2 separate regions of the Capra hircus genome follow, and region 1 is linked to region 2. Evidence: chromatin contacts called from public Hi-C data. All regions are on one chromosome and are shown on one strand. The core of a region is the stretch at or near the end of the contact, and the rest is flanking DNA. Distances in the headings are between cores, read along the strand shown. Region 1 has its middle 99 kb from the start of TMSB10. Region 2 has its middle 36 kb from the start of TMSB10.

Evidence for each region. Hi-C and Micro-C count contacts between places; a contact is called where the count stands out from the background.
Region 1: a Hi-C map of blood shows a contact between it and region 2, with 2.8 times the contacts expected there. The contact joins two enhancer-like sites. A contact is called at or near these places in 4 of 5 Hi-C or Micro-C datasets (blood and liver).

Annotation. Positions count from the first base shown.
Region 1 is chr11:49,705,130-49,710,202 of ARS1.2, forward strand. No RefSeq gene overlaps it. Among named protein-coding and RNA genes, the nearest start is that of TMSB10, 99 kb to the left of the region's middle. Within about 2 kb of position 2,267, at least 1 of the 5 cell types and tissues checked has an H3K27ac peak or open chromatin away from gene starts, as enhancers often do.
Region 2 is chr11:49,641,407-49,646,059 of ARS1.2, forward strand. No RefSeq gene overlaps it. Among named protein-coding and RNA genes, the nearest start is that of TMSB10, 36 kb to the left of the region's middle. Within about 2 kb of position 2,500, at least 3 of the 5 cell types and tissues checked have an H3K27ac peak or open chromatin away from gene starts, as enhancers often do.

The sequences.
Region 1 (5,073 bases), core at 1,017-3,516, 63 kb after region 2:
TGGCACCTTTCTGTGTTTCAGCTTTCCCTTAAATTTTTCTTCTCTGTGCTACGTGACTGTGAGCCTCTCAAGCCTAAGGTACATCAGCTATTATTAACTATTAGTAGTGTACATGGAGATAGACTGGAAAAATTATTTCCTTTGTGGGAATATTGAAATATATTCCTGTATTTCTTGAGCGATTCTAACATACCTTGGCAGCTTCCAGAATTAAGGATGGAAATGCCGGAGGCTGGGTAATATGCAGAAGGAACATTTGCTTTCTTCTTTCAGTTCTTCCACTTGCTTCTTGAAATTGGACCCTTCACCCCATTTGGTTTTTTTTCTTACCAGGTGCAGCGACTGAAGAGAAGCGCTTCTGGAGCGGCAGAGTGAGTGATCGAGTGTCATCTCCTGGTCTCATGACCCTTAGCTTAATTATATCTGCAAACTACCTACCTGCCTTTTTTTTTTTTTTTTTGCCATGTAAGATTTCTCCCTGGTAGCTCAGTGGTAAAGAATCTGTCTGCCAATGCAGGAGACCCTGGTTCGATCCCTGGGTTGGGAAGATCCCCTGGAGAAGTGAATGGCTATCCACCCCAGTATTCTTGCCTGGAGAATTCCATGGACAGAGGGGCCTGGCGGGCTACAGCCTGTGGGGTTGCAGAATCGGACATGACCTAGTGATTAAAACAACAAGATATTTACAGGTTCTAGGGGTTATATAATCAGTTTACCACGACATCTGAAACTCAATTAATGTAGTATCTCATATTGATGGAATAAAGGACAAGAATGACAAGATCATCTCAAAAGGTGCAGAAAATGCATTTGACAAAATGGAATCTTTCAGATAAAATCACTCATCAGACTAGGAATGGAAGGGGACTTTATCAACCTGTTAAAAAAATTGTTATGAAAAACCCATAGTTGATATCATATTTAATGAAGAAGACTGAATCCCTCTAAGATTAGGAACAAGACACAGATGTCTGCTCTCACCACTTCTCTTTGACCTTGTGCTGAAGGTTGTAGCCTTCAGGGAAATTAGACAAGGACAAGAAATAAAAGCTATTCACATTGGAAAGGAGGAAGTGAAGCATCTTATTTTCAGAAGACATCATCTTAAGTATAGAAAATCCTAAGTAATACACACACACACACACACACACACACACACATACATAGAGAAACCTATTAAAACTATTAACTGAATTCAGGATATAAGATCAATACAAAAATTATTTGTATTTCTATACCCTAGCAATGAATAATGTGGAAATAAAGAAACCAGTTCCACTAGATTTGATATCTTACAATAACCTATAATGGTAAAGAACCAGAAAAAGAACCCATCTATGTACAACTGACTTGGAATTAATATTCTAAATTAACTATACTTCAATTTAAAAAAAAGGTTAAAAATAAAAGAAACCAGTTCCAGATGCAACAGCACAAAAAATCTTTAGGACTCAATTTAGTAATGAGCAAGATGCACAATAAAAACTAAAAACATTATTGGGAGGAATTAAAGAAGATCTAAATAAATAGAAAGACATCTCATGTTTGTGGCTTGGAAGACATAATACATAGTGTTAAGATGCAGTATTCCCCAAATTGAGCTTCACATTCAATGCAAGCCCTATCACAACCTCAGCCGATGAAAATGTTTTAAAATTAGTGGTAAGGGTTGCATACACTTTATGAATGTTCCCCAAATCCTGAAATCAATGAATTTTATGTTATGAATGTAATGTTCAAATAAAACTGTTTTAGAAAAAATAAAGAGTCAGATTTCTTCATCTTGTTTGTTGAAAAGTTCTACTTGAAACAAATGGCTTGGTAGCCCTGGGTGGGTCTGGGAGCGAGTTTCCTCCTCCTGAGTCCTGTATGCTGTAGTTGGATGGCAGGCTGTGCTGCACTGCCAGGTCAAGTTTGTCTCAATGAGCTGTCAACCATTGCTCTGCAGGCACCCTGACGAGGCTCAGGTCTCAAAGGTGTCCGTGGCTTGTCCCCTAGTTGGGTGGTGGAGGCTCTCTGTTAGGATTTGGAGCTGGGGACTCTATTCCAGGAGGCTTGCTAGGTCTGAGAGATGAAACAAAAGGGAGCTGGGTGCCCAAGGCTGCCTGCCTCTTTAGTGTGGGTTTCTGCCTCCCACTGCTGCTGACTTGGCTGTTTTAAGAGCTTCCCAGATGTCCAGTGCTGGGACGATGGGGTGCTGGGGGCAGGGACCAGGAGAGGCTTTGAGATGACATTGGCCTGCCGATGTGAGGAGGGCCGGCCGCCCCAGATGGAGACTGTACTGGACGGATGGCACAGGTGACACCGGGGCACCTGGGCTCGCCTGACTTTCAGGTGTGGTACTTCATACAGCTGCAGCTCTGGGTGGAGACCTCACAGTCCCTGGGCCCTCCGGCTATCAGGAGTGTCCTGGAAAGCCACCAGGGCTCAGCTGTCTTCATGGGGCGGCTTTCTCCCCTGCATGTGTCCATTTCTCCTGGTGCCTTGCTGAAGGCTGAGTTGATCAGAGGGAACCACAGAAATTCAGAAATTGCTCCCAAACTCTTCACCTTGCCAGTGTGAGATTTAAAAACCTGTGTGGTTAGCACGCTTTTCATTGTAAAGTGAGGATAAGCCCAAACTGAAAGCTCCAGAGGTTTAAAAGGAAGCAGCAGCTTTTGTCATGGGGACCTGCAGGTGAAAAGATGAGATGTGGCGCTTCTCTTTGGAGTAGGAGGAAATTGAAGTCAGGCAGTATAGTATATTGCATAATGATAACAATTGCTGATAGGGACTCTTCATTCACTGAACAATTACTGTTTTCATTCCTGTTTGGTTGAGAGTGTGGACGCTGGAGCCAGACCACCTGGGTCTGAGTTGCAATTTGCTTAATCTATCTGTGCCTCTTCCTCATCTGGATAATGGGGTTAATAATACACCTGCCTTATAGGATGGTTGGGGGGAGGCAGAATGTTGTGTAAAGCACCAAGAACAGTGCCGCACACCTTGTAATGCTCAGGAAATGTTAGTTGTTTTTATTGTTGTGGTTTCTCCTTGTTAGCATGGACTGGGTAATGGCTAGAGGGGCAGGGGGTGAGAGCCATCACTGCAGCACTCTGCAAGCTCAGTCCCCCTCCCCAAGTCTGGGCATACTCTGTTCATGAGCTTGCTCGCTTCTACACCGGGCCTTGCTAATGTTCTTTTCTTCTGAGTCCGTTGCATGCATGCATGCTCAGTCGCTCAGTCATGTCTGACTCTTTGTGACCCCATGGGCTGTAGCCATCCAGGCTCCCCTGTCCATGGGGTTTCCCAGGCAAGAATACTGGAGTGGGTTGCCATTTCCTCCTCCAGGGGATCTTCCCAACCCAGGAACTGAACCTGTGTCTCCAGTGTTGGCAGGCGGATTCTTTGCCACTGAGCCACCTGGGAAGCTCTGAATCAGTTGCCCCTCTTCAATCTTGGGTTCCTAGACTGTGGTTGGACCCAAGAATGCAGTAGAGCCCAGTACCTTGGCCTCTAATTACACCCTCAGGTTCCCCAGGTTCTAAGTTTCCTCTGCTTCTTATTGCAGTGGAGTCGGGACAAGGGAGAGTATGGACGGACCTTCATTTGTTTTCCTGGTCTCTGGCTCTTAAGTATTCTGTTGTCAGAATGGCAAAGACCCTGGGGCCAAGCTGCCTGGATTTAGGTTCTGCTTTGCTGCTGCTTTGTGTGTGAAGTCCTGAACCTGCTTTACCTGTTTTCCATTTCCAACTGGAGATAATAACAATCCATCTAAGCTTTTTTCTTGGATCAGAGGATGGTATGCTGCAATTTAATTAGCTATTTAGGACATTAATGTGCCAGCTGTCACAGAAGGGGACATCGTGACCTCGGAAGATCATGTCAGTTCTGAGCATCAAAGACTGAAATGGAAGAATACAAATCCCAGGATCTACCCCTTGAAAATACTTATTTTAAGTTGCCACCTTAAGCTTGTCTGGTTGATCTTTGAGGCTTTTTATTGGAAAAGAAAAAAGCGATATGAAATTCAGGTTGAGGTTTCCAGCTATGGTGGCTTCTGCTAAATGGAGGATTTTATTGTGCATTTATAAGTATACCGAGGGCAGAAAGGGGCTGGGATCCTCAGTTTACACAGAATGGTCAGGACTTTCAACACTGGACTCCGAGGTGGAAGGCTGGGACTCGGTGTCTCCTTAGCTGTTTGGCTCAGGTCAGCGCACTGCCTGGCTCTGATCCTCAGAGTCCTCATCTCTGAGACACGGCTTATTGCACGCTGTGGCCCCATTGCAGCTCTCCGAACTTCTGGGTTGGACAGAGGCAGCGTTATTTCTTGGTCCCTGGGCATGTGTTTGGGGGGTGTGTTTGAGGGCCACAAGTGCTGCCACAATTCTGATTGTTTTTCTCACCACAGGGGATTTCATGGGCAATAGCACAGTTTTCCATCTTCTGTGATGGGAAGGCTGCGAAGTAGAACATTCCCCCGCTGGACGACCCATCAACAAATAACCTTCCTGTGCTTCAGTCCCAGTTGGGGAGCAGTTAGGGGAGCCAAGTGCCCCATGGGGCTGCCTGGGCACCAGAGCGAGAGGTGTCCAAGAGGTGCCAAGGGCCCCAGCAACAGGCCATTAAGCAACATCTTGGCCCCCGGTCAGCTGGCGCCCCCATGTGGCTGGGACTGTGTCAGACAAGTTGGCCGGTGGAGCACTTTGGGCAGCAGAGGCTCCAGCGGCCCTTTGTCCCAGAGCTTGGGGAAGACACGAAGGTGAAGGTAATTCTGTTCGGTGGTCCTGGGTCCCAGGCAGGGTAATTCAGCTCAATGCTCTGTCTTTGACCAGGACATTTGTGAGATTTTAGGGAGGCATGTGGTGAAGTCAGTCATAAAGTAAGGCGAAGGGTGGGGGGTGGGGGTGGGGGGGGGGTGGGGGTGGTGGGTGGTGGGTGGTGGTGGTGGGGGGGGGGGGGGGTGGTGGGTGGTGGTGGGGTGGTGGCGGGTGGTGGGGGTGGTGGTGGGTGGTGGTGGTGGGTGGTGGTGGGTGGGTGGTGGGGTGGTGGGTGGGTGGTGGGTGGGTGGTGGTGGGTGGTGGGGTGGTG
Region 2 (4,653 bases), core at 1,250-3,749:
TTGTTGGAAATCAACAACAACAAAATATCTAGGAAAAACCCATAACTTGGAAATTAAATAACATTCTGCTAAACTATGCATGATCAAAAAAAAAAACAACAAGGAAATTAGAAAGTATTCCCAACAGCATGGTAATGAAAATAAACCTTTTCAAAACCTGTGCGATGCAGCTAGAGTAGTGCTTCAAGGGAAATTGATAGCTGTAAATGATTATATTAGAAAAGGAGAAAGTTTAAAAGTCAATGATCTGGACTTCCTGGTGGTCCAGTGGCCAGGACTCTCTATACTCCCAATGCAGGGGACCCAGTTTCCATCCCTGGTCAGGGACCTAGATCCCACATGTTGCAACTAAGACTCTGAGCAGCCAAATAAATATTTTTAAAAAGTCAATGATCTAAGGTTCCACCTTAAGAAGTTATTAACAGAAAAAGAAGAGAAAAGTAAATCCAAAGTAAGTATAAGGAAGGACATAATAAAGGTAAGAGTAGAAATCAAAGGAATAGAGAAGAGACTTTTCTTTTCCAAAGAGACTGGGCTTCCCTGGTGGCTCAGATGTAAAGAATCTGCCTACAATGCAGGAGACCCAGGCTCGATCCCTGGATGGGGAAGATATTCTGGGGCAGGGGATGGCTACCCACTCCAGTATGTTTGCTTGGGAAATCCCGAGGACAGAGGAGCCTGTCTGGCTACAGTCCATGGGGTCACAAAGAGTCGCACTGGACAGAATGACTAAAACTTTCACTTTCACTCAGAAAAGAGACAAGAGGAAATTAACAAGCTCAATCATGTTTTCTGACACATTATTCCCCTCCCTCTTCCTTCTAGTCTCTGCACATTGGATGAGAATTCATTTGGAGTGGGGAAAAGTAAGAAATAATAAATTCCTTCCTTAGGGGTTCTTGATGCTTGTACCTCACAACCAGAGAGAACTTTTTTTGCCAGTAGGTGGCGGCGCTATCACCTTGAAAATTGGGACAGGCTGCCTTCTGGGTCGGCTTGGGGACCAAAAAATAGCCTGGGGCTGAAAGGAAGGCATCATTTCAAGACAGGAGAAGTCAATTCTAGAAAGTAAATCCTCACTTTTAGATCAGGGAAGTTAGAGATTATACACACACAAACACACACATGCACAATTCCTAAGCCGAAACCCCCGTGGAATCAAAGTTTGAAACACCTGTCCTTTAAAAGCTGGGTTTCTGGGGGACTCCCCTGGCGGTCCAGTGGTAAGGACTCCGGGCTTCTAATGTAGGGTGTTAGAGTTATATTCCTGGCTGAGGAACTAAGACAAAGGTTGCCACACGGGTGAGGCCATCCCCCAAACAAAACCAAACAGAGAACGCCAAAACAAGCCCCCTCCCCCGCTTAATTGGAAGTATTGTAGGTGGGAACCTGAGGCTAAGAAAACTCCTCTCATTGTGTGCAAATCAGGGCTACCCTCTCCTCGACCCCCATTCTAAATTTCCATCAGATTTCCCAAACGCACTTAGAGGACCGGGAATTAAAACAATTAAGATCCCCTGCCTATGAATGCGCCATTAAACGACACTAAGAAGTTAATCAAGCAGGAGTCTGGGCTGTCAAGGGAGGTGGAGTACCCTCAGGCCTTGGGTGGGAGGTGGGAAAGGCCAGTTGCTTTTATAATTTTTTTTTTCCCTCCAGGGCCCCTGCTGTTAAAAGCCCCTTGGGGAGTTTGGAGTGGAAAATTTGCAGACCTACTGTGTGCGCCTGCGTTCTTGCTAAGTCGCTCAGTCGCGTCCGACTCTTTGCGACCTCATGGAGTGTGGCCTGAACGGCCTCTGTCCATAGGATTCTCCAGGAGAATGCTGTGCCCTCCTCCAGGCGTTCTTTCCGAACCAGGGACTGAATCTGTGTCTCTGGCATCTCCTCCTTTACCACTAACGTCATCTGGGAAGCTCTGCGGAGGTGCTTTTCCTAAATTAATCATTTAATCTTTGCAGTAATCCTTTTTATTACCCCTCCAAATCCCTTAAGAAAGCACTTAATGGAGTGCTTGCTGGCTTTCGTGGTTCCGGGTTTTAAGTGAATGCACACACTGATATTCCCCTCTTTTACACACACACAAGACTTCCGCGCGATTCCCTTCGTTTAAATGAACTTGCCTTTAAAAACAGCCTTTCATTTATTTCTTTGGTCTATTTCTTTCCAACAAGAGTCACCCTCAGGATTGGCAGCAGGAACGTAGACAGGACAGGAGGCAGTACGATTTTCGTTCGAATTTAGAAGACAGTCCTGGAGTCTCACTTTTCCCTTCTATCCGGCTCACAAAGTGTCGGGCGGCCAGGACTAGTTTGGGCGGGAGAAGCCGGGCCAGAGCTCCCGAGACCGACTCCGCGCGGGGCTGGTGGGCCGCAGAGCGGTTGAGTGGGGTCGGGATTTAGCCCCTCGTGGCAGCCACCCGGCTCGCTCCAGCCCCGCCCAGAGGCGGCCGCGCCAACCCTGAAGGGAGCCGGCGAGAGGCTCCCCGGATCTCCAGTGCGCCACGGACGGCGCTCAGCGAGTCCGCAGCCTCTAGGTCGCCGACTAGTTGGGATGGGCAGCCACTGCTGAGTCCTTCCTTGCCTCTGCGTCCCGGGCCTCGGAGTCGCCGAGGGGAGGAGTCCCTGGAGCTGGTTCCTGCTGCGGACCCTCTGCCTCCGGCCAGTGAGCTCAGCCCCTCCGCGCCGAGAGCCCGCCTCTGCCAACTGTGAGCTCCAACCCCCAAACAAGGCGCGCAGTAGGCGCGGACGCTGCAGCCTCCTGGCACCTCCCGGGGGGTGGGATGGTTACCTCCCATCCTCGCCAAACTCCGCGCTCTCGGACCCCGATCCGACTCGGCAGGCCAGGCTCCCACCTGCCTTGGCGGTGCCTCCTAGCTCGCACTTCTCGCCGCGACCCCCGGTTCCCCTTTCCGGCGGGGGCGCAGCCTTCCGGCCACATGAGACTCTGTCCCACGGCCCAGCCGTTTGTCAACCGAAGGGTCTCGGGCCAGAACTCCTGAGTCTCGCCAGCCTGCTTCGCTGGAGATTCGGGCTCGAACCCGCGAAGACCCGGTGGGCCCGGAACTTGGGTTCATTTTCTTTGAAGTTTGAGCTGCCCGCTCTTCCCTAGAGTTTCATTTATGCTCTTACGGAATGGTAACAAGCCCGCAGCAATAGCTTGATTTAACCTTTGTCTATTCAGTGCCTGAATTAGGAGGGATTTGGAGCTTCCCTGATAGCTCAGTTGGTAAAGAATCCGCCCGCAATGCTGGAGACTCCGGTTCGATTCCTGGGTCAGGAAGATCCTCTGGAGAAGGGAAAGGGTATTCTGGCCTGGAGAATTCCATGGACAGTCCGTGGGGTTGCAAAGAGTCAAACACGACTGAGCACACTTTAACTTAGGAGGGATTTGGGAGAACTGGAGTAATCCCCCTAATTTACTGATATGGGAAACTGAGGCTCACAGAGGGACATTTGTGCTACACGTCACGGAGCGCTTTCCTGGATAGACCGGGTCTGACAAGCACTGTGCGCCTCGTTAGAACGCGTTTTGCGGTTAGGGGAACCTAGGTGAGAGAGGCCCAGTCACCTGCTCGGGGCCCCCCCCAGCCCTATTGGAGCAGAAGCCGAGCGGAAACCCCGTAGGTCTGGCGTCTCCGGCTCTGGACCTCTTTCGAGGAGAGCGCTCCCTTTTCATGATCAATTTTCTTACTCTCGAAATTTTCTGCCTTTCTAAAGTCCCTCTCTTATGAGCGGTGTGGAAGTTGAATTTTGCGAGTTTGCATCAGTGGTTTCAGGCTCTGTGGAGCCCTGGTGTGGTGGGTGGTCGTAGACCTTGCGCCCTCGGAAGCCCACCTTCTTTGATTCCTGCACAGCATCAGAGGTCGCGTGACTTTATTCATTGTCCTAACCACAGCGAGGAAGAGGGTGACCTCACTGAGCCATTCCTGGCGAACGGGTTGCCCAGGAAGCCACACTGTGTTCCTATAACACCCTGGGCTAGGGACGTGGGAAGGCTGTCCATCTAGTGGAGACCAGTCAGTCAGTAGCAAGGCTGTTTGATCACCTGCAGGCTGTAGAGAGCGCTGTGGATAGGTTCCTCAGGGGATGCTGAGATTGTAGTCAGGCTCTGGAATCTAGCTTCCCACCCCGTGTGGCTGCTTCCTGGTACATTCTGGAAGGACCGTGGCTTGAGAGCTGGCTTGGTTTTCAACTTTTGTTAATCATTAGGGAGATCTTCTGAGCCAGCATCAGCCACAAACAAGGCAGGCTTGACCCAGAGCACGTCACAGGTTGTTGTTATTGTTCAGTTGCTCAGTCGTGTCTGACTCTTTGTGACCCCATGGACCCCAGCAGACCAGACTTCCCTGTCCTTCACTGTCTCCCAGAGTTCTCTAAAACTTATGTCCATTGAGTCAGTGAAGCCATCCAACCATCTCACCCTCTGTTGCCCCCTTCTCCTACCGTCAGTCTTGCCCAGGATCAGTGTCTTTTCCAATGAGTTGGTTCTTCTCATCATGTGGTAAAGTATTAGAGCTTCAGCTTCAGCATCAGTCCTTCCAATGAATATTCAGGATTGATTTCCTTTAGGATGGACTGGTTGGATCTCCTTGCAGCCCAAGGGACTCTTAAGAGTCTTCTCCAGCATCCCAGTTCAAAACATCAATTCTTTGGC